7 separate regions of the Mus musculus genome follow, and all the other regions are linked to region 1. Evidence: chromatin contacts called from public HiChIP or PLAC-seq and promoter capture Hi-C data. All regions are on one chromosome and are shown on one strand. The core of a region is the stretch at or near the end of the contact, and the rest is flanking DNA. Distances in the headings are between cores, read along the strand shown.

What was found. Promoter capture Hi-C pulls out the DNA fragments that hold promoters and counts their contacts. HiChIP or PLAC-seq counts read pairs in DNA pulled down with a chosen protein or histone mark. Capture Hi-C pulls out chosen DNA fragments and counts their contacts.
Region 2: a promoter capture Hi-C map of hippocampal neurons shows a contact between it and region 1, with 5 times the contacts expected there. The contact joins the enhancer-like site here to the promoter of Cdc34 in region 1. A contact is called at or near these places in 1 of 39 promoter capture datasets (hippocampal neurons) and 3 of 115 datasets of contacts at active chromatin or transcription factors (embryonic stem cells, large pre-B cells and microglia).
Region 3: a contact with region 1 is called in a promoter capture Hi-C map of pre-B cells, with 2.5 times the contacts expected there. The contact joins the promoter of Tbxa2r here to the promoter of Cdc34 in region 1. A contact is called at or near these places in 3 of 39 promoter capture datasets (cranial neural crest, pre-B cells and second pharyngeal arch cranial neural crest) and 1 of 115 datasets of contacts at active chromatin or transcription factors (pancreatic cancer cells).
Region 4: an H3K4me3 HiChIP or PLAC-seq map of bone marrow-derived macrophages shows a contact between it and region 1, with 4 times the contacts expected there. The contact joins the promoter of Tle6 here to the promoter of Cdc34 in region 1. A contact is called at or near these places in 3 of 39 promoter capture datasets (cranial neural crest and liver), 1 of 15 datasets of contacts at CTCF or cohesin (large pre-B cells), 3 of 484 Hi-C or Micro-C datasets (B cells, erythroblasts and liver), 5 of 115 datasets of contacts at active chromatin or transcription factors (astrocytes, bone marrow-derived macrophages, fetal liver and 2 more) and 3 of 9 other capture datasets (adipose tissue, macrophages and pancreatic islet).
Region 5: a contact with region 1 is called in a promoter capture Hi-C map of pre-B cells, with 2.9 times the contacts expected there. The contact joins the promoter of Mrpl54 here to the promoter of Cdc34 in region 1. A contact is called at or near these places in 1 of 39 promoter capture datasets (pre-B cells) and 2 of 9 other capture datasets (adipose tissue and liver).
Region 6: a contact with region 1 is called in a promoter capture Hi-C map of liver, with 11 times the contacts expected there. The contact joins the promoter of Ankrd24 here to the promoter of Cdc34 in region 1. A contact is called at or near these places in 6 of 39 promoter capture datasets (embryonic stem cells, hippocampal neurons, liver and 2 more), 4 of 484 Hi-C or Micro-C datasets (B cells, CD8 T cells, Th1 cells and 1 more), 1 of 115 datasets of contacts at active chromatin or transcription factors (bone marrow-derived dendritic cells) and 2 of 9 other capture datasets (adipose tissue and liver).
Region 7: a contact with region 1 is called in a promoter capture Hi-C map of liver, with 8 times the contacts expected there. The contact joins the promoter of Gna11 here to the promoter of Cdc34 in region 1. A contact is called at or near these places in 3 of 39 promoter capture datasets (erythroid cells, liver and pre-B cells), 2 of 484 Hi-C or Micro-C datasets (CD4 T cells and liver) and 2 of 9 other capture datasets (liver and pancreatic islet).

The regions. Positions count from the first base shown.
Region 1 is chr10:79,680,887-79,683,963 of GRCm38.p6, forward strand. Cdc34 (cell division cycle 34) reads left to right here and starts at 1,309. Exons shown (of 5, transcript NM_177613.2): 1 at 1,309-1,704. The coding sequence starts at 1,528.
Region 2 is chr10:78,142,626-78,145,871 of GRCm38.p6, forward strand. No RefSeq gene overlaps it. Among named protein-coding and RNA genes, the nearest start is that of Gm47922, 5.9 kb to the left of the region's middle. Within about 2 kb of position 1,711, at least 39 of the 459 cell types and tissues checked have an H3K27ac peak or open chromatin away from gene starts, as enhancers often do. A contact at or near this core is called in hippocampal neurons, where this site is marked.
Region 3 is chr10:81,327,420-81,330,356 of GRCm38.p6, forward strand. Tbxa2r (thromboxane A2 receptor) reads left to right here and starts at 1,284. Exons shown (of 3, transcript NM_001277265.1): 1 at 1,284-1,498.
Region 4 is chr10:81,599,461-81,602,631 of GRCm38.p6, forward strand. It overlaps Tle6 (transducin-like enhancer of split 6), which reads right to left and starts at 1,440. Exons shown (of 14, transcript NM_053254.2): 1 at 1,338-1,440; 2 at 575-655. The coding sequence starts at 619.
Region 5 is chr10:81,265,458-81,268,355 of GRCm38.p6, forward strand. Mrpl54 (mitochondrial ribosomal protein L54) reads right to left here and starts at 1,469. Exons shown (of 3, transcript NM_025317.2): 1 at 1,316-1,469; 2 at 194-350. The coding sequence starts at 1,433. Apba3 (amyloid beta (A4) precursor protein-binding, family A, member 3) reads left to right here and starts at 2,715. Exons shown (of 11, transcript NM_018758.2): 1 at 2,715-2,862.
Region 6 is chr10:81,632,212-81,635,039 of GRCm38.p6, forward strand. It overlaps Ankrd24 (ankyrin repeat domain 24), which reads left to right and starts at 1,488. Exons shown (of 20, transcript NM_001374016.1): 1 at 1,488-1,544; 2 at 2,456-2,542; 3 at 2,654-2,784. The coding sequence starts at 1,506.
Region 7 is chr10:81,543,736-81,546,527 of GRCm38.p6, forward strand. It overlaps Gna11 (guanine nucleotide binding protein, alpha 11), which reads right to left and starts at 1,427. Exons shown (of 7, transcript NM_010301.4): 1 at 1,057-1,427. The coding sequence starts at 1,192.

The DNA.
Region 1 (3,077 bases), core at 59-2,558:
AGTGCAGGCTGTGGGAGTGGTCATCTCAGACACACAGGAAAACCTGAGCTACTTGCTATGTGCTGACAACTAGGTGACAGTGTAAGATGGGCAGTGTGACATGCACAACAGGGGCAGATACTTCTGGAAGTCCTTGGAAAAGAGCGTGACCAGAAAGACTTCTAGCCCAAGAGTCTAGGGCTCCCAGGGGGAGGACAGCCAAGGTAGTGCCACACATGAAGTGGCATTGGACCCTGGGCTCTTCCCTGGTCATATCAACCAGCCCCACCTTTGACACCGTTTCCCTGTCCCCAAACAGGTCTACCTGCTATCCCCGACATGACAGGATGTCGGAGCACCTGTGGTGGGAGCTGCCCTTTCCCAGCCCCAAGTGTTGATGCAGCTGTAGTCCTCCAGAACGCCCACAGTCAGGGTGAGTGGCCAGTACAGCCTAGGGACAGAACCACCCACCCCTAAAGGTCACGGGTACACCACACACACACCCTGCTGCAAAGCTTAAATATGCTGCCACCACCAATACTAATGACCAAATGTCCAAGAAAGGAGTTATGGGTGTCTGTGCTGAACAACCTCAAGGTCTTTGCGTGTCTGTTCCGGATCCTGTAAACTTTTGGGTTATGCCTCACCACTGCTTTCTGGTCGATTTAAGCAAGACTAGGGTGTGGTCAAAGGTCAGTCTGAAGGGGTTCAGACTCCACCTCCTGGAAGCCACGTCTGCAAACCCCAAGTCGTTGATTCCCTGCGCTTCTACCTGAGCCCATAGAGACCAAATGGGGCCATCTAACGCTTCATGCTGGGAAACAGGGGCGGATCCTGCTCCGCTCCCGCACAAGCCACGCCCAATTCCCCACCCACAACCACGCCCCCTGAACGTCACAAAAAAAGGCCCCCAAAGCCGCAGCTGCCACTCCGCAGCGCGCAGCCCGGCCCTGCCGGCCACCCCGCACACAGGCATCCGCGGAGCTCTTCCGGCCGGAGGCGACGGCGGCCTCCGGAGCTTCGGAAACGCAAGGCGCCTGCGCGGCAGGGCGGGGGACGACGACTACACTTCCCGGTGTGCCCCGCGGGCGGGCGCGCAGACACATTCCGGACCCGGTGGAGGCGTCGCACAGGCGCATTCTAGACCCGGCAGTGGCGCGCAGGTGCATTTCCGGCCCGGCAGCAGCGGCGCGCAGCCGCACTCTAGGCCCGGGTGTGGCACGCAAGCGCTTTCGGGGCCCGAAGGAGGCACGCAGGCGCATTCGGGGTCGGGAGCCGGTGCGCAGGCGCATTCGAGGCCCGGCGGCTGCGGCGCGCAGGCGCGTTAGGCGCGGGCCGGGCCGGGCCGAAGCGAGCGCCGGGCGGGCAGCGGCGCCAGAGCGAGTGGAGCCTTCGGGGTCCCCGGGTGGCGGCGGCGGCGGCGGTGCAGAGGAGGAAGGCGGCGGCTCTCCCCCTGCCGGCGCGCGACCCGGTCCGTCTCGCGAGCTCGCGCCGGTCCCGCGGCCCGGCCCGGCCCCGGGCCCCTCCGTCGCCGCCGCCGCCACCGCCATGGCCCGGCCGCTGGTGCCAAGCTCGCAGAAGGCGCTGCTGCTGGAACTGAAGGGGCTGCAGGAGGAGCCGGTGGAGGGCTTCCGGGTGACGCTGGTGGACGAGGGTGACCTGTACAACTGGGAGGTGGCCATCTTCGGGCCCCCCAACACCTACTATGAGGGCGGCTACTTCAAGGTGAGCAGAGCCTCAGTTTCCTCTTTGTGCCTGCCTCTCTCCCAGGCTCCTCGTGCAAAGCGGCTCCTCCCTTTTTTGTTGGGCACGTGCTGACCTTACCCCGGGGACTGGTCTCCCTAAGCTGTCCTCCAACAGGCTACAGGATCAGGGACTGCTAATGTATGCCGCATGCCCAGGCAACTCCCCACCACGAGACGCAGGGGCCTCTAGAGCCTGCTGCTGGTCAGCGTGTTCCCAGGTTGTCCTACACTGGACTAAACTTGTACCTGGGAAAGGATCTTTCCCTGTTGTCCCCACCCTTCCATAATGCTTCTGGTAAAGGGTCTCTCCGGGGACAGTTGTTTTCCTTCTTGTCCCGTCCCCCTCTCAACCCCCCCCCTCCGGTTAGTTCCCCCTACCCCAAGACACAGAAGCCTCTGGAGCCCCCTGCTGGCAAGCATTTTCCCAGGTTGTTCCTCACCCTACCAGCATGTGGTAAAACCTGGAAAGGTTCTTAGGTTGTCCCAAGACATAAAGGACCACGGGCAGCTGCTAGCTGGTATCCCAAGGCCCTGCCCCCTACGCTGGAACACAGAACCAGGGCAGCCGCTGGCCGATGTGTCCCCAGAGAAGGGACGTGTAGCCTGGACAGCCACCTGCTCCAGTTCCAGTAGAGGCCCTGATAGGGCCTTGGCAGCCTTGCCTGCTTGGACAACAGCCACCTTTAGCCCTAGCCAGGCTTTATGTAATGCATTCCAAGGGGGCAGTGGGGGGTCCACCCTGAATCTTGGAGCCACACCCTGGGTTCCTTCTTTGGGCCCTGGACCCTAGAGCTCTGTGTTTGCCCCACCCTGACAGCCTTTCTCAGGTTCCACTGAACAGGTGGCTTCTTAGGGGCCTGATTTTTCCTTCTAGATAGTGTCGTCTGCCCTCTGGTGGCTTCACGCTCAATGCACCAGATGTTCTTGTGGTTGGGAGCAGGGAACACTGGGAAGCCTCCAACACTGGAAATGTGTGGCCAGCTATAGGTACCCCCATCAGCACAGTTAGATCATCCTGCTTACTGGGGGCTAGAATAACTAGCAGAATCACAGAATCTCATGCTAGGGCCAAAAGGGACAAGATGAGGACCGGGTGGATGCACAAATCCCAGCCAATCTAGGGTCCCTAGTGTAGGGCCATGGTAGATATTTGTTTGTGTGTCTTCTTCCTTGCCTCCCACCTGGATGTGGTCTGAATTAAGAAATATCTGGATGCTCTTAGCACCTTGTCTCCTGTATTTGCTGGGAGGGGCAGTGGGAACTGCCAGGAGGACAAGTTCTGTTCAGAGCAGGGTCACCTGACCTGTTCCTCATCTGTAAAGGGATTGTGGGTAGAGTCTCCTAGACTCACAT
Region 2 (3,246 bases), core at 461-2,960, 1.5 Mb before region 1:
CATAACTCTTAACTGCCTTCTAAATACTCACCCTTATAGCCACAGGTAAGTGTAGATCTCACCCCTCACCAAACATGCTTCTCTTCATAATAGATGGAGCCCATTACAAAAACCCACAACTGATCAAAAAGCAGAGTTCAACTACTCATGAGGTGCCCAACCTCAATGGATACATCTGCAACACAACTCCTGCATTTAAGACTTAGGGACTGTGGTGGTTTGAATATGCTTGGCCCAGGGAGTGGTACTATTTGGAGGTATGGTCTTAGAATAGCAGTGGCCTTGCTGAAGGAAGTGTGTCACTGTGGGTGTGGGCTTTAAGACCCTCATCCTAGCTGCCAGGAAGCAGTCTTCTACTAGCAGCCTTCAGATGAAGGTGTAGAACTCTCAGCTCCTCCTGCACCATGCCTGCCTGGATGCTGCCATGCTCCTGCCTTGGTGACAATGGACTAAACCTCTGAACCTGTAAGTCAGCCCCAATTAAATGTTGTCCTTATAAAAGTTGCCTTGTCATGGTGTCTGCTCACAATAATGAAACCCTAGTGAAGGCAGAGACCATGGAGGAAGAGGGGTAGAAAGATTGTTAAGAGGCAGATGACCAGGAAATCTGTTGTGAGATTGTGTCTCCTAGAACTGACAAGGAAACTTCCCTCATGATACATCAACAATACAACCACCTATACAAGTACTGAACTAGCCAATAGACATGCTACCCTGGAAAGGGAAAAATCTCACAGGACTCCAGCCCTAAACAAAGAACCACAGGCAGCTAACACATGAAGGAGTCATCTTCCCCAGGAATGATCCCCTTGATTGGCTGTTTAACACACACACACACACACACACACACACACACACACACACACACACATATACACAGACAGGCACACACATACATACACATAGACACACACATACACAGACACGCACACATAGACAAATACACACATACACATAGACACAGACACACATAGACACACACACATATAACAATAATAAAGAAAATGAGGCCATGAATTTGAGGAGAGGGACCATGGGAGAGGTAGAAGGAGGAAAAGAGAGAAATGATATAATTCTATTTTAATTTAAAATGTAAAAACTTTTTTAAAAGAGGGGGTAAGGTGGCAGCAACCACCTAAGTCTAAGTCAACAGGATACCCCAAGCTTTGAGCAAACACCCCAAGAGAACCATACCACCCTGAAATACAGAGTGAAGAGCAGGTGGTAGACTGTAGTATGTAGAGAGGCTGAGCCCGACCCTGCCTGGACACACTTATCTAGAAAGAGGCCAGCCCAACCGCCCTGAGGCCCTGCTCCTGTGGATCCAGAGTCCAAATGACAGACATTCTAGGAAGTGTCTCTGCTACTATGAGTAATATTATTATTATGTATTACATAAGGAAATGGGGAGGACCTCTGTTAAAGCCAGCTGACCTCTGTAACATGTTGGACTTTGCCTGGACCTTGGAAAAAAAGGACTTAGAGTAGTGGAGACTCACTGTAATGAGCTCTGCAGATCCCTAGGGAGGCTGCGGGACATTCTTGCCTAGATCCAGGTCAGCCAGGCTCCCTGAAGCCTCAGAGGAAGGATCCCACCCTGACTTAACATTGAGTGCTGTGATGCCCATGCGTAGGTGGCTCTATCCTCCAGTACAATTGCTGGAGTTCGTTATGTCCTTGCTTGGAACTTCTTCATTTCTCAGAAAATACGCAGAGGAGAAACTCTTCAAGGCCAGATGCTCCCTTTTCAGCTCCGCCTCCACTGAGGAAGTTGCCCAGGAACCTGGAGGGAGGCGGCAGCTTTGGGGGATGGGGGAGACTGGGTTATGCACATCACTAAAAGCAGGAGAGCTGTCACTGTGCATTCCCTGGCAGGTCAGGAGGAGCATCATCTACTTTTTCTTCTTACCATTTTCAGTTAATTAGTTCTATATCTCTACAATAGCAACTTAATGTTGAACATGGGTAGGGATTGGGGGCTTAAGGCAGACCTGGGGCAGGCCTTCTTTCCCTCCCTCAAAGGCAGCTGGGGTCTCCAGAGGATAGGTGTGAACCACTCCCTGCCTGCTGAGCTGCAGAAACTCCTAGCTCCAAACCACATACCCCACTGTCATTCCAAGACATCCCAGCTTCCTAGGAAGGTCAAGGTGGGGCTAGAAGCCCCTCTTGGAAAGGTGTGTGGGGTTGAGACTCCACCAGGAGTGCAGGGAAGGGGTCTGCTAGAGCGTCAGGCCATGCTCCCTGGAGCTGATGGGATGCAGGCAGGACAGGGACAAACTGAAGTTTTGGTGCACCAACGGGTCATGGAGATGGACTGTCCCTTTGGTTAAAAGGTTTATTATGGATATTGACATCACTGTTAGCATGGAAGGAGCCCTGAAAAGTTTGGGGGCAGAGTCCAGTTTCTTCTTAGAGGTTTCAGAGAAAGGAGGGTGCATTAGTCAGTGTTCTCTAGAGTCACAGAACTTATGGGTAGTCTCTATATAGTAAGGGACTTTGTTGAAGACTTACACTATAGTCCAACTCCCAACAATGGTCAGCAGCAGCTATGAATAGAAGTCCAAGGATCTAGCAGTTGCTTAGTCCCCCAAGGCAAGCAGTGAAGAAGAGAGAGAATCTTCCTCCTTCCAATGTCCTTATGTAGGTCTCCAGCAGAAGGTGTGGCCCAGATTAAAGGTATGTGACACCACACCTGGATCTGGGAATTACTTTGTCCCAGATGACCCTGAACTCAGAGATCTCCTTGTCTTAAGTCTCCTGGGATTCATAGCCACTATGCCTCAAGATCTCCATGCCAAGATCTAGGTCAGAAACTTGTATCTCCCAGCCTCCAGATCAGGATCCCAGGTGAGCCTTCCAATTCTGGGTTGTAGTTCATTCCAGATATAGTCAAGCTGACAACCAGGAATAGCCACTACAGACAGAGAGGTTCTGTGCAAATGCTGAGTAGCCCGTAGCACATGCTTGTAGTCAGGTATCTGAGCTGTGCAAAGCAGCCAGAGAACATCTTGCATTTGTGGGAAGGAATGGGATTTGAGAGGGGACCCATTTAGTTAACGTATGTCTATCCTATGGAGTGTGTCACCAATAGGCCCCAATAGCTTGGAGTCTGATAGCCTAGGTCCTGCATACAGAATCAGCTAGGAGAGAAGAGGGACAGGACCACAGATGGATGTGATCTGAGCAGTCTCTTGCCTGGGTTCTGATTGCTTCAGATACCCAGGGCAGGCCCTGGGAGTTTGGGAG
Region 3 (2,937 bases), core at 34-2,533, 1.6 Mb after region 1:
TCTTCCCACCACAGCTCCTCACCCTCACCACCAAACATTCCTGCCAGGACACCTAGGCAGGGTTTCTCTGTGTAGCCCTGGCTGTCCTGGAACTCACTCTGTAGACCAGGCTGGCCTCGAATTCAGAAATTCACCAGCCTCTGCCTCCCAAGTGCTGGGGTTAAAGGTGTGTGCCACCACGCCCGGCTTTTTTTTTTTTCTTTTAAGATTTATTTATTATTATAAATAAGTACACTGTAGCTGTCTTCAGACGCACCAGAAGAGGCCATCAGATCTCATTATGGGTGGTTATGAGCCACCATGTGGTTGCTGGGAATTGAACTCAGGACCTTCAGAAGAGCAGTCAGTGCTTTTACCGGCTGAGCCATCTCACCAGCCCCCGAAAAAACCCAATCTTCATACCCCTTACACCCACAGTATTGATACCTAGCCAAATGTTGAGAAGGTAAAGACATTTGTTTTGCCTCAGCAGCCTGAGATCAGAAACGTGGGATGATCTGTGTCCATTTCTGTCCCTAGCTTATGGGATGGATAGACAGGGCAGGCCCAGCTAGGAAATCAGAGGAACTACAAACTTCACGGGGGTAGAGGCCAGTCAGGGTCAGGACCTAGTGTTGGGATGGGTGGGAAGGCAGGAAGGGTGGGGGTGGTGCAGCAGGCAAGGGGCTTCCTGCTGCTGACAAGAGTCTGGCTGACCCTGGGCAGACTATGGAACTGGGAGGTTGAGGTCACAGCCAGGCCAGGCATCTCAATCCCCACCAGGACCTGTCAGGGCCAAAGAGACCCAAGGTCACCTCCTCCACGCAGGCCCCCCTCCTCCAGCTACTAGGCACAGGACTAACACCCCTGCCTGGCTCAGTCATCCTGGGCAACTGTCAGGGCTTCAGGCAGTGAGTCTGCAGGGGAGGGTTCCCCAAGACTGCTCCATCTCTAGAGGACAGCCTGGTCTCCGACCTTACACCTCCCCTACCCCAGCCCTCTCCTTCCCCTCCAGCTCTTGGTCCCTGCAGTCAGGCTGGAGCTGGCCTTGCTGACCCAATATCCCTGGAAGGCTCCTGGACAGCCTTGGCGAAGGTTAGTTGCTGCTGTGTCAGGACCAGCCCCATTTGGCCTCCCAGCTCTTCCCACATGGCCTCCCTCTGGGTCCCTGACCTTTCAACAACTGATGTCTCTCTCTACTCTGTCACCCTTGTGCCCTGCTTGGTTCCCACCCTAGCGGCTGAGAGGCGAGGCCAGCGCCAGCGCAGGGGGTGGGGCTGACGAGAGTCGGCAGAAAGACAGATGGAGACAGGGCGGGACGGGAAACAGCCTCACAGTCCCATCCCTCCAGCCCTGGACGCCTGAGGGTCTCCAGTGCTCCCCTGTACCCACGGCCCCAGGGCTTCTGTTGGGGCCTCCCCTCAACCAACGTGACTTGGTTTCCCCAGGGAACTCCCCTACCTGCTCTCTCTGCCTGGCCTGGAACACCACAGAGGACACCTAGGTACAAACAGCACAGGTGAGTCCCTTGCCTCCCTACTGTGACTATACCACTGTACCCAGGTAAGCCTCTGCATAGATCCTGGGGAACCCAGATCCACTAACAACCCTGCTGTGGCCTGCCTACAGGGGGGAATGATAGCAACCAGGTGCCAAAGTTCCCTGAAGGGGATCCTGTGGTGTGACATTTACTCCGGTGGTCTAGCCTGGGCAAGTGCAGTTTCCCTGGTGGTACGTGGGTACACTGGTTTCCTGTGTCTGGGTGAGGCCAGTCCAAGATGCTGTGGCAGTGATGAAGTTGGGGGTGGGATGGAATGGAGCTGGGAGCTACAGTGTGTGGCTTGGAGCTGGGCATGGTGATTGTACTCACATAGGCTCAGCTCAGAACCTGGGTCACATCTCGATGGCACATGTCCTACCCAGAGAGGGGCATCCATCCAACATGCCAGAAAACAGGCCTCGGGGCCCCTCCCCCAGCCCACTGCCACAGGATGACACCTGCACCCTGGAACTGTGGCACAAACAGGAAGCAGGCAGTGGGGGGAACAGCATGCGGTGAAGGTGAACCTGAGTCTGTGGGGTTGTGGGCATGCACACTGGGTATTTGGGGTGCTGGCAGAACAGCCCACTGGGCACAGCTGCGGCCAAGGCTCAGCCTCAGGAGCTCATAAGCAGAAAGTCACCAGGGAAGGCAAATTCGTTACACGGGGAAAACTGAGGCTGTGTAGCGTGGCTATGGGTGATGGAGGTGTGGGGAGCCCAGGCTGCTCTGAGGCCTGGTGGGGGAGGCTTGTTGCAGATGGAGGAGTTGGGAGAAGGAGGAGGGGCCTAGCCTGCAGAGCCCAGCCACACACCACATTCCACCAAGGCTGGAACTCAGCCACCCAGCCTGGGCCTCAAGGAATGAGCTCTAGCGTCCCAGGGCACACATATACAAGGATGAGGCCCCATCCTAGACAGAATACCACTGCCTTCCACCCCCAACGGTGGGAACATGGCTCAGGAACGCAGGACCATCCCACATCCCAGGGACTCAGGGTGGGAGGGTTCCAGAATCCTTCTGCTTCCTGGTGTCCAAAGCTGGGGTGTGGTGGCCTGTGCCTGTCACCCCAACAGAAGCTGGAGGCAGATGGAGCTCAGTGAGTTCCAGGCCAGCCTGGTCTACACAGAGTCTGCATGAGGACAAACAGAATTCCTGAGCCTTGAAATTCCCAGGCCCAAAGCTCCCTGCTCCAAAGCTGTGGAACCTGATGGGGCGCAGAGACGCCAAGTAAGTCTCCTGAGACCACACAGCATGGGCTGCTGGCCAGCGTGGGAGGCTGCCAGGTCTGCCTCAAGTCTCGCCTAGGCAACTTGAGCTCACCATTATCACTTGAACCCCAGGGGAGGAAGGAAGGGGCTGGAAAAGCCATCCCTCCTTGATGCTTGTCTCCAAAGAGCTGGCTTGTGAGGGACCTG
Region 4 (3,171 bases), core at 190-2,689, 1.9 Mb after region 1:
CAGTCAATTTAGTACACAGACTTCTGATATTACCTTAACTTTTAGAGAAACAAGGAAGGAAAAGAAGGGGAAAGGAGGAGGGAGGAGATATAACTCCTCCCCCAAAGGGTCTATGTAGCCGATTGTTCTGGAATTACCTAGAGCTGGCTGTCCTTGAACTAAAAGATCCACCTGCCTCAGCCTCCCAAGTGTGGATTAAAGCTGGGCAACGATCTTTAATCCCAATATAGTGTTAACACATGGAACTAAAGAGCCACTTGCTAGGAGAGGCTCAGCCCTGACCACACCAGGTGAACACCTAGTGTTAATAATCACCACTTGATTGACATTGGGAAAATGTGGGCCCGGTCTGGTCTATGGGGGTTTTCACCTGCGCTGTCAGGGGTCACAGGTGCAGGCACTGAGGGGCTCAGGCTGGGGTGCAGGCCTTTCATCTTAGCTAGGTAGGCAGGATTGCATGAGCTCCCGGTGCGGGGTGGGGGTGGGGGGGGCAGAGAGAACTAGTCTCCAAAACCCCAAACACAGTAGGAAGAGAGGAAGCTAACTGTGCCCCTCACCACCATTTCTCTCTCACCAAAATTCCACCAAAGGTGTCACTGCTCTGTCTGTGGGAAGTCATCTAGAAGATTCTTGAGGTCACAAATCTGATTAAGTCCTATAAGAACAGGTATAGGTTTTTAGAAGGCAGAAAAGCCGACTCCCACCCCCATCCCCGTAGCCTCTTCATCATCTGGACCCAGCTGGGGAGGAAGCCCCTTCCCCATCCCCATGTCTTCTGCGCTCCCTTTCCCCAAGACCCGGCTTTACTACTACTACTAAGGTTTCAGACACACACCCCCAGCTAAGGGCCTCATTAGTATCTCTTCAGATACCAAGAATAGAGAACCAGGCACCTCCAACTCCCTAGCGGGATCAGCCAGAAATGTGGCTAGTCGTGGACCGTTTGCCAGGCAGGCCGGGCACACGCCTTTAATCCCAGCATTTAGGAGGCAGAAGCAGGCAGATTTCTGAGTTCGAGGCCAGCCTGGTCTACAAAGTGAGTTCCAGGACAGCCAGGAACCAATAAGCCAAAAAACCAAAACAAACCAAAACAAAAAAAGTTTTCCAGGCGTACTAGTTAAGCCTGCATGTGGTGCAAATATATACGCTCAGGCACACACTTAAAACATTTTTCAAAAAAGAATAAAGGAGACAAGAGAAACGACACTTGGTTCACTCCCAAATCACTCAACCTAGGTAAACTCCCCGCTGAAGTCGGTTTTGTGAGGGTCCACACCCCTCCCTCGGGCTCCCTCTTCTCCCGACCCGCCCGCAGGAAGCGGGCTGCCCTCACGCACCACCTCTGAGGTTAGGGAGGCCCCAGGGATCCCAGAGGAAGCCTCTGAGGTCAGCCAGGGTCAGGCCAGGAGGAAGCCCCTCCTGCTGGGCCCCGGGCCATTTGACCCCTCTCACCCCGCCCCTCCAGCCTAGGCCACGCCCTACTAGGCCACACCCACACACCACGCCCCCTGCACCCACCGAGGGAAGCGTGTATCAGGGCCCAGGCCACGGTGCACGTGGGCCCCGGACTCAGCGAACCGCCCCTGCAGGCCCTGACCAATCAGAAGGCGGCGAGCCCACGTGGGCTGCGAGCCAGAATGCTCATTGCTCAGTTTGTGGCCGTGCTGTCAATCACGGAGTTCCTGCTTCGGCTTAACCCTCGCGTTCCAGGTGTGGCGATTCGGGAGCTGGGAGAATTTCAGAGTGTTTGGTGAAAAGTCTGATTATTTGGGGCATTCGAGACGGATCAGCAGGTGAAGGTGATTGCGGCCTAGACGTTTGATCCGAACTCGATCCCTGGGATCCACAGGGTGGACCACGAACTCACAACTCACTCTTGCACGTACACACACACACACACCCCACACACACTTTTCTTTTAAATCTTACTGAAACAGGAGAATCAGGATTCATCCTGGCTGGCCCGCATGTGCCCTGGGCCCTACCCCCAGCACCACTTGAAGACACCTTCATTATCCCAGCACTGGGGAGGTAAAAGTAGGAGGGTTAGGAGTTCGAGGTCGTCCTGAGTTAGATAGCAAATTCCAGGTTAGCTTGGAGTACAGGAGACTGTCTCAAATGAGAGAGAAAGGAAAGACATCGGGCACAAAGCCACACAAGCCCAGACCCCCATATTCAAGGACAGGAAGTGAAGCAGAACCCTGAGCTCCCTGCAAGGCTCAGCCCCCATCCCTGGCCCTGGATGGAGGATCCTGGAGTAAGCTGAGGATGGCCTGGGTTAGAGTGGACTCTCTGGACCTCCCTAGCCTCACTCCTACGTCCACTCCAGCCACAGATGGGGGATGTGAAATTAAACCACAGTCACCACTTTGGACTCGGAGGCAGGGGCAGTGACGGTGAGTTTGGGGCCAGCCTGGTTTCCATAGTACAAGCAGGTGTAAAACAGAAAGGGCTGTGAGAGGGCTTAGTGGGTAAAGCCCATTGCTGCTCAGCTTGAGTTTGATCCCTGCGACCCACACAGTAGAAGGTGAGAATGTGTTCTAATTCCCAAGAAGTGTCCTCTTGCACCCACATACCACACATGAACAAGTGATTGCAACTCAATTAGGCCTCTGTCACAGCAACTTTTCCTTCATTGAAAAGTATTTAAGGGACTGGAGAGATGGCTCAGCAGTTAAGAGCACTGGCTGATCTTCTAGAGGATCCAGGCTCAATTCCCAGCAACCACACGGTGGCTCACAACCATCTATAATGCGATCTGAAGCCCTCTTCTGACTTATAGAGCACTCACATATATTAAATAAATAAATCTCTTTTTTTTGTTTTTTGTTTTTTCGAGACAGGGTTTCTCTGTATAGCCCTGGCTGTCCTGGAACTCACTTTGTAGACCAGGCTGGCCTCGTTCTCAGAAATCCACCTGCCTCTGCCTCCCGAGTGCTGGGATTAAAAGCATGCACCACCACGCCCAGCCTTAAATAAATAAATCTTTAAAAAATATATATTTTAAGGCCAGGCAGTGGTGGTGCATGCCTTTTATCCCAGTTCATGGCAGAGGCAGATGAATCTCTGAGTTTGAGGCCAGCCTAGTCTACTGAGCAGGTTCCAGGACAGCCAGGGCTACACAGAGAAACACGGTCTGGGAACAAACAAACAAACAAATTAAGTGTACAA
Region 5 (2,898 bases), core at 219-2,718, 1.6 Mb after region 1:
GTCATAAATGTCAAGAAGCAGAGTCCTGCTGCCCCCTTCAGCCTTTGGGGACATATGGTCTTGTGTACTCACTGGCATCCAGAACCACCCATGACAAGGGTAGACGAGCACAGCAGGCCTCAGGGGGCTATCCTGGAGCCCCATGTTCCTGAAGGCTGGGTGTCAGGATTCCTATGCAGTGTGGTACACTCACCATGTGGGGTACTCGGAGTCTGCCTTCAGGGCCACATCCTGGCCTTCCTTGTAGATGTTGACCCCCATGGCATGTGTGGTGAGCTGAGTGGGGTCTGTGCACACCTCGGGGTCCTTCAGGGCCTCAGCGGCCACGCCGCCCTTGCCGCCCTTGCCAACTGCACAGTGAGAGAACGGGACACTTCAGCCTGCCCAGCTCTGCCCTCCTTCAACCCTCCTTTGTGTGGCCTCCAACAACCAACAGCCCCAGCTCTCTCCATGCATAACAGGGTCCCTTGTTATGGCACAGACCTGTCCCACTCCCGTGGGCCCTGAAGGCCCAGCCCATACTACACAACCCCTCTTCCATTCAGTGATGTTGACATGGTGGCACATGCCTGGCATCCCAGCATTCTGGAGCTGAGGCTGGGGAGTCATAAGACCCTGTCTCAAAAAAAAAAACAAAAAACCAATTCTGAGAAGAGAGAGATGGCTCGGTAACTCTAGGCCAACTTGGCAACATTTTTTTTTTTTTTTTTTGAAGACAGGGTATGTCATGATGTAGCTCTCCTGGAACAACACAAAAAAGTAAACACTAAAAATATTTTTGAGATGGGGTCTTCCTGGCAGGCCTGGAACTCACAGAGATCACTCTGCTTCTCTGCTGGGATTAAAGGTATCACGTTCGCCTCAAAGCGTAATTTTTAAATAATTTTAAATAATGATTATCACGGGTGTGTACACTGTCACAGTGCTTGTGGGATTGGTCATCTCCTTCCCTGCTTATGTGGGTCCTGGGGATCAAACTCAAGGCTTTCCAGGCAAGCACCTTGCACAATGAACCAACCTGCCCACCCACATTACTTTTTAAATTAAAATAATGACAATAACTTAGTTGATGTTGGTTATGTTTGGTGATTTACTCAAAGTTGAAGCGTGACACCCAGCCTGGTCCCGCCCTGTCCCACAAGGGCCGCGCCTGCGCACTGAGCGTAGAGGCTAGCGGCGCACCCGCAGGCCTCACTACGCTAGCACGCACCGTTTGGCCTCCGTAACGCTGCGCCTGCGCAGTCAATCCTCAGAACCCCACCTCCCCAGCAGCGCTCCGGCCGTACCCACTTTGGTTCCTTCGGAGCCAACTCACCTGGCTTTTTAGCATATTCCCGGATAGAGAATCCTCCAGGTCTTCTGAGGACCGGGAGCGCCCGGGGATGCCAGCGGGCCCACACCCGGGAAGCCCGGAGGAGATGGGCGGCCGCCATGACGCTGGCCGGCCGCTCGCACGTGCAGACTTCCGTGTTACGTCAGCCCTCCAGATCGGCTTTGGAGGTGTTGGAGGCGCCGCGGCCTTCTGGGAAATGTAGTCTTTAAAAAAAAATTTGCCCGACTAACGACTAATTTTAACTTCTGTAGCTATCGACCGTTCAAAGAATATTTCATTAAATTCTTGCCCCCAGTTCAAATGGTGATGGCACACCTTTAATCCCAGTACTCTGGAGATACAGGTAGGAGGATCTCTGAATTCAAGGTTAACCTTGGCTACTGCTTGAGTTCCAGGACAACCAAGGCTACACAAAGAAACCCTGCCTCAGACGATGATGACGACAACAACAACAAGTATTTAGATCTTTATTTACTTTAAATGTCACAGCAAAATCATGCTTATATCCCTTGTGGAATTTTTGAAAGCTTAAAAGTTAGGACAGTCAGTTGTGATGTGGAGGTGGAGGCAAGAGAATCAGGAGTTTGGGTCGATCTGTCCTACACAGCAAGTTTGAGGTCAGCCTTGGCTATATGAGATCTTGGCTTAAACATATGGGTAGCTGAGAATGATGGGAGTGATGAACCCCAGCTTAATCCCCACACTTGGGAGGCAGAGGTAGGTAGATGCCTGTGAGTTCCTGGCCAGCCTACTCTACATAGTGATACGTATGTGTTCTATTCACTAATAGAAAAAAGTGGGGTTTGGTGATTGGGGCTTCGTAGCAGAAATGGAGGCTGGATGCACACAGGAAGCTGAGGCAGGAGGATCAGGAGTTTGAAGCCAGCCTAGGCTACATGAGACTCTCAAGAATAAATAGACTAGTACTAGAATCTTCTAGACTCATTGCTAACAAACCTAACCAGGTGAACTCTTTTTAGATCACACAGTTAAGTTTAGGAATTATCATTGTCCCTAATCTATATGTAGGACCGTGATGCAAATTCCAGTGTCAACTCAAGTCTAGATTGTACCGTTATAGATCCTTACTGGGATACAAAGTGGAAGTCCGTCCTCAATAACTTCCATTCCCACTTTTCCTTTGCACTCCAAATTTTCAAGTCATGGCTCTCTTTACCATCCCTGGTTTCTGCCCATGTCCTACCTCAGCCGTTACACTCTGAAGTGATGCAGAACCCGATTTTAGAAAAGAAAAGCCAGTTTGAGCCTCGCCTCCGTTCTTGTAGTCTCGGGATTCGAACCTGAGCTCTACTATCTATACTGCAACACTGGCGAGTCCCCGGAAGGAGAGAGAGCGGACTCGAGGACTACATTTCCCAGCAGGCCGTTTGAGAGTGTGTATGCGCAATAGTCCTGGATGGTGCAGTGACCGATGATCCGGTTCCAAAGCTGGGATCCCAGAGAGCTGCTGACTCTTCTGGAAGGACGGGCGGACCGTCCGGACAATCCTGCCCGGGCCGGAGACACAGGTACTGCGGGCCGTGCGGGACTGGACAGGCTCCCGT
Region 6 (2,828 bases), core at 238-2,737, 2.0 Mb after region 1:
ATGCATATGTATATATATGTATCTATATGTGTATATATTTATATATACATGTGTATATATGTACACATATTCTAGGACTCTCTGCAGAGAGGGACACACCAGTATCTAGAGTGTTATGGGACACAGAGGCAGGAGTTGCTTATTGTTTATTAGGGAGACCATATCTCCACCTGTGCAAGGCAATTTCATGAACGACTCACTTCTCCCCAAGTTCTGCCTCTCTGGGATTCTCATCCCACAGCTCCTGTCGTGTGTCCCTGCCTGCTGCTCCGTCTCCAAGACAGCTTCTACAGTGCCAACTTACATGCACAGAAGCCAGAGAGCTAGAAAGTCATTCCGCAGTCACTTGATAAATGTAGAACAGAAGAGTCTCAGGCTGTGGCCCAGGGATATTTTGTGGGTCCTGCATAGAGGGCTCTAATTTCAGGCAAGGCAGACAAGTGCCCACACACCTTAGAGCCAGAAACGGGGGTTGCAACCCCCACTTCCAGTTGATCTAAAGATTCCTCTGACCCAGCCTGGAAGCTGTGCACAGGTCCAGATGCATGTGCCTGAAGAATGAAATGCAGTTCTTATTGTGTACTCATGGTGTACCAGGCCTGTTGTGCAGGGCGGTGCGTTCTGCTCAGCCTCTGCACGGCCCTCCGGAGCTGTGTCTGGAAAGTCTATGTGAAACCCCATTGCACATATGAGGAGGGCGGAGGCTCCAACAGGTGAGGTCTAGGTCAGTCCCATAGGTGGATAATGGCGAGGCAGACCTGGGATTCAAGTTTGGAGTGAGACTTGAGAGCTACTGGAGCGAAGTAAATAATGAAAGAGTAGATGGGTGGACAGGTAGGTTGGAGGAGTGAATGGGTGAGAGGATGTGTGCGTGAATGAAGGGATGAGTAAGCCAATGCATTTGCCCATGAAAAGACGTTAGTAAATGGGTGGTGAGGAAATTAATGAGCGAATGGGTGAATGAAAACATTAGCAAAGTGCGAATAATGACTGTTGGAGAGAGTGAATGTGTGAAACGATGGATGAACGAATGAATGAATGAAAAGATAGGCATAAATGTATGAATGAATGAAGACTGGAAGGTGATGGCTGAATGAATGATGTCCATCATTGTAAGTAAGGTGAGCTGGAGGTGAGGAGTTAGCGGGCTGACACCCGATAGGGACCATCATGGAGTTGCGGGGCGGAGCCTTTTCAGCGGGATGGAGCGTGTCGGTGCAGGAGTGGGGTGGTGGGGAAGAGAGCACTATATAGCAGCGGGCGAGCGGGCCTGGGGAAAATGGGAGTAACCTGGAACTTAGAACGGATGTGAGCGGGCCCTGAGCTTTCGTGGAAGAGGTGGGAGGGGCCTGAAATCTAGGGGGAAGCTGGGCGGGCTCTGTGCCTGAGCCTGGTGAGGAAGGGTGCTGAGTCTGGAGAAGAGGTGTGCCACAGGAGGAGGGCAGAGCCCCGTGTCTGAGGAGGTAGGCGTGGTCTGATCTGGCCCCGCCCTCCTGCGGTTCGCCATGAAGCAGCTGTGCCTGTGTGCTGCTGCCTCCTTCGCGGTAGGCGTTTGGGTCCCTCTGCGCCTTCCCCTCTTTCCTAGAAAGAAGTTCGGCAGAGGGCGGGGCGCCTGTAGAGCCTGGGCGGGAAGTGGAGGGCGGTGTTGAGGGCAGGCGTGTCTGTGCAGGCGTGGGGTCAGCAGGCCGTTGCGGGATGCAGGTCTTGGAGGACACTGTGGACAGTGAGTGACTCAGGAACTGTCCATGTTCCTGGGCAGTGAGTTTAAAAACATTAGCGGCTGCAGTTCTGCTGGCCAGGCCTTGATGCTACCTGGGGGCGATGGTCTTGGCTGAGCAGCTGTGAAGGACGGAGCGAGGTTCTGGGCGCTGGAGGATAGTTTGGAAAAGGCCAGTCATCCCAGCATTCGGAGGCTAAGGCAGGGGATCTTTAATTTTAGTTACACCCAGTCTCAAAAAAACTAAGACAGTAAAATAATTGTGAACGAGGAGCTTGGCACCACCAAGCCCTGGCTTCCATGCCCAGCACTACATAAACCAGGTGTGATGTTCCACACCTGTCACCCCAGCCTCGAGGACTGGGAGGCAGGAAGTTCAGGAATTCAAGGTCATCCTGACTCCCAGGGAGTTTGACAGCAGCCTAGGCTACTTGAGGCCCTGACTCAAAAAACAAAAACAAAGCTGGATCATTGAAATCCTCGCACTTTGGGAGATTTCTGTGACTTTCAGGCTACCCTGGTCTACATAAGAGACATGCTATTTAAAAAAAAAAAAAAAAAAAAAAAAAGTTGTACCCTGTCTTTCAAAACTGGCTTTGGATTAAGGCACACACAGGTGGTTTGAGGAGGATTGATATCTGGAAGCTGCCCTGGTGGTGGGCCTGGATCACACGCTGGGGGGTGCAGGTTTCAGAGACACTGTCTGAGGCCCCCAGCCCAGGACCACCTATCCCACAGCTCCGGCTCAGCCCCACCGACCTCAGCTCCTGCCCACCCTGTGGCCGGTGCCCTATCCCAAAACCCGCAGCCAGAGGCAGGCGCCAGGCAAGTGCTCAGGGGTGGGTGGGGAGAGCCCGGAGCAACTGCCCCTGTTCCTTGGTGGGGAAAGGACATCGACCCACTCAGTCCCTCGCACCTCTGGGTGTGCCACCGCAGGGCCAAGACTGGGGCAAAAGTGACCAGCGACTGCTCCAGGCAGTGGAGAACAACGATGTGGCCAGAGTGGCCTCGTTGATCGCCCACAAGGGGCTGGTGCCTACAAAACTGGACCCCGAGGGCAAGTCTGCGTGAGTGTCCAAGCCCTGGGGCTGGGGTGGCTTTGGACATTCTT
Region 7 (2,792 bases), core at 177-2,676, 1.9 Mb after region 1:
TTGTAAACCCCCACAGGGCCCAGGCTACCCTGTCCTCATTTTGGGCTCTTATTTGGGGTGACAACAAGAGGACCTGGGCTCCCTGGCTCCCAGCAACAGGTGGGCCTTGAGGAGTCAGAACCCCAGGAAGTGACAGACACACATTGAGCTTCCCTGGGGTGGGTGGGGTGTGGAGAGGACAAGACTGGACCCCCAGGAGGCAGGACAGGGCCAGGGAGGCTGCAAGGCTGACTGCTGTCAACCTACTGGGTTCCGGCACAACAGAAGCCCAAAGAAGAAAAGCCACCCACTCCAATGTGGAGGAATTCAGAGGATCTATGGAAAAGAGAGGGAGACTGAGGAGTACCCACGAAAGCAACAAGCCAGAAGCAAAGCAGGACCATTTGGGTGTATAGTCCTTGGAGGTAGAGAGGAGGGTGCAACCCTTTGGGAACTGTCTTGGGGAGTCTGTAATCCAAAGGGGCATCATGAGAGCAAGACAGCTTACAGGGCTCACCGGAGGCTATGTGGGGACAATGGAAAGGAGAGAGCCTACTTGGTGCGGCAGGGCCAAGGGCCACCTCCGTGCAAGAATTCTCAGGAGCGACAGAAAGCAAGTCTCCCAGGGTCCTGGGGCCCAATGTGGCCAGCAGATGCAAAATCTCACCACAGATATCAGAGGCAGGAGGCTGACCCCGAATGAATCTAAGGCCTGGATAACAGAAAGGCTGGCCACAAAGGGTCGCACAGGCTGAGCCCAGGGGACCACACGGGAGAAGCTGGCCACCACAGGCCCAAGCCACCTGCACTGCTCAGGGTGCAGCGATCCCGGAAGGGCTGACCGCTGCAGGGCAGCGCTGACTAGTTGCCCCGAGGACATCCGAGGTGGCCCGACAGGCCGTGGGCAGCGGTCTGAAGGGGTCGCACCCGACTGTCACCGCGCGCTACTCGCCGGGGACCAGAGACCGCGGCGGCTGCAGCACCCTGCGCGCGCGGAGACCCCGGCAAGGCCCGGATGCCCCGTGCACCCACCCGGTCCCCGTGACAGAGGTCCCACGGCACGGGCACGCAGCTCACCAAGTAGCAGCAGCTTGAGCTCGCGCCGGGCGTCGCGCTTGTCCCGCCGCAGCTGTTTCTCGATCTCCGCGTTGATGCGCTTCGACTCCTTCACCTCGTCGCTCAGGCAACACGCCATCATGGACTCCAGAGTCATCGTCGCGGTCCTCCGGCTGCCGCCGGCCCGGCCCTACCTCTTCCCGGTTCCCCGAAGGCCACGGCCCGGCCCCAGAGGCGCGTCCACCGTCCGCGCCGTGCAGCGCAGCCGCCGCCGCCGCCGCTACCCGCAGCCGTCGCCACCGAGCGCCGGCGCCCGAGGACCTGAAGCGCTGCCACGGGCCCCGGGACGGGCAGGCGGCGCGGCCAATGGGAGGGGCCGCACGGCTGCGCGCGCGCGCGCGCCGCAGGGACAGGACTTTAGGATCGCCTGGGGGCGGGGCCTCGCCGCTCGGGGGCGGGGTCTGGAGGGCGCAGCGCAAGCGCGCGTGGGGTTGCGTCGACGTGGGAAGGGGTTGAACGGTTCGCGGCTGGGCGCGGACGCCGAGGATTGTGGGAATGGGGAGGACTCGGAAGCCCGAGCTCGGTTCCTTTCGGGAGGCGAAGCGAGGCTCGGCTCGGGGAGGCGCCGCTCGGCTACACTCGGCTCCTCTCGGCTCGGGCAGGCGCCGCTCGGCTGCGCTCGGCTTCTCTCGGCTCCCCGAGGCTGTGCTGAGAGCGCCAAGAGAGAGGCTGCAGTTCTCTGGAGCGAGGCCGTCACCGCCTGCGGATGTGAGAAAACGCCCTGACCGGCTCGCTCATCCATTCCTAAGCAGGCCTATCGTGTGCCAGGCAGAAATTCATGCCCTACTGTGTACAGTACATTCATGCAGCACTCGTTAAATACCACACAGGTCACAAGTATGAACACAATGCTTGCTGTAGAGTATACACTGATGCGGCAGCCTGTGGTAGCTCAGGCATTAATATCACATCTACTGTATACCAAGCCTTAAGGAAACACGCATATGTAACTGCCACATTCAATATAGGGTATACAAACCAAGTGTTTTTCACATATACAACGTATGCCAAATATGAATGCTGTGCCTGCCGTATACCACATATTGTATATAGCTCCTACTGTGTACTATGTGCTGATGCAGCACAGTACCTCCTATTAATATGCTGCCTGATTTCATATATATATGTGTGTGTATATATATATATATACATATATACATATGTCATATATGTGTGTATATGTACATATGTGTGTATATATACATACACATATATGTATATATGTATATGTGTGTATATATATACACACGCACACACACACACACATACATACATATATACTGTCAACCAGGCTTACTGGCAGGTGAAGAATAAGCATTATTAACAGTCTGCCTGCTGTATACCAAGCACCAATTTACGCTGTTGTTGTGCATGTGAACGCCCATGAATGTGGTTTGCATGTGCTGGAGTGGAACCCACCCCACCCCCGCCCCCCGCATGTACCAGGCAGGTAAGTTCCCTGTTGGTGGGTCAATCTGAGTCCCCCAAGTGTAAACTAACTCACAAACCTGAGAAGTGTTTTCTACCTTCCAGAAAGAGGCATGCGTACCCAGTCAGCACTCAATCAGGGCATGTGTCAATAATAAGAGACTACAAAGAACTTGAAAGTCAGGCCTGTGCTGCATGCGTTCCTGTCCCAGTCCCTGCCTGATTGCCCAGCCTTGAGATAAGACGGCAAGGGGAGGGTCAAAGTCTTC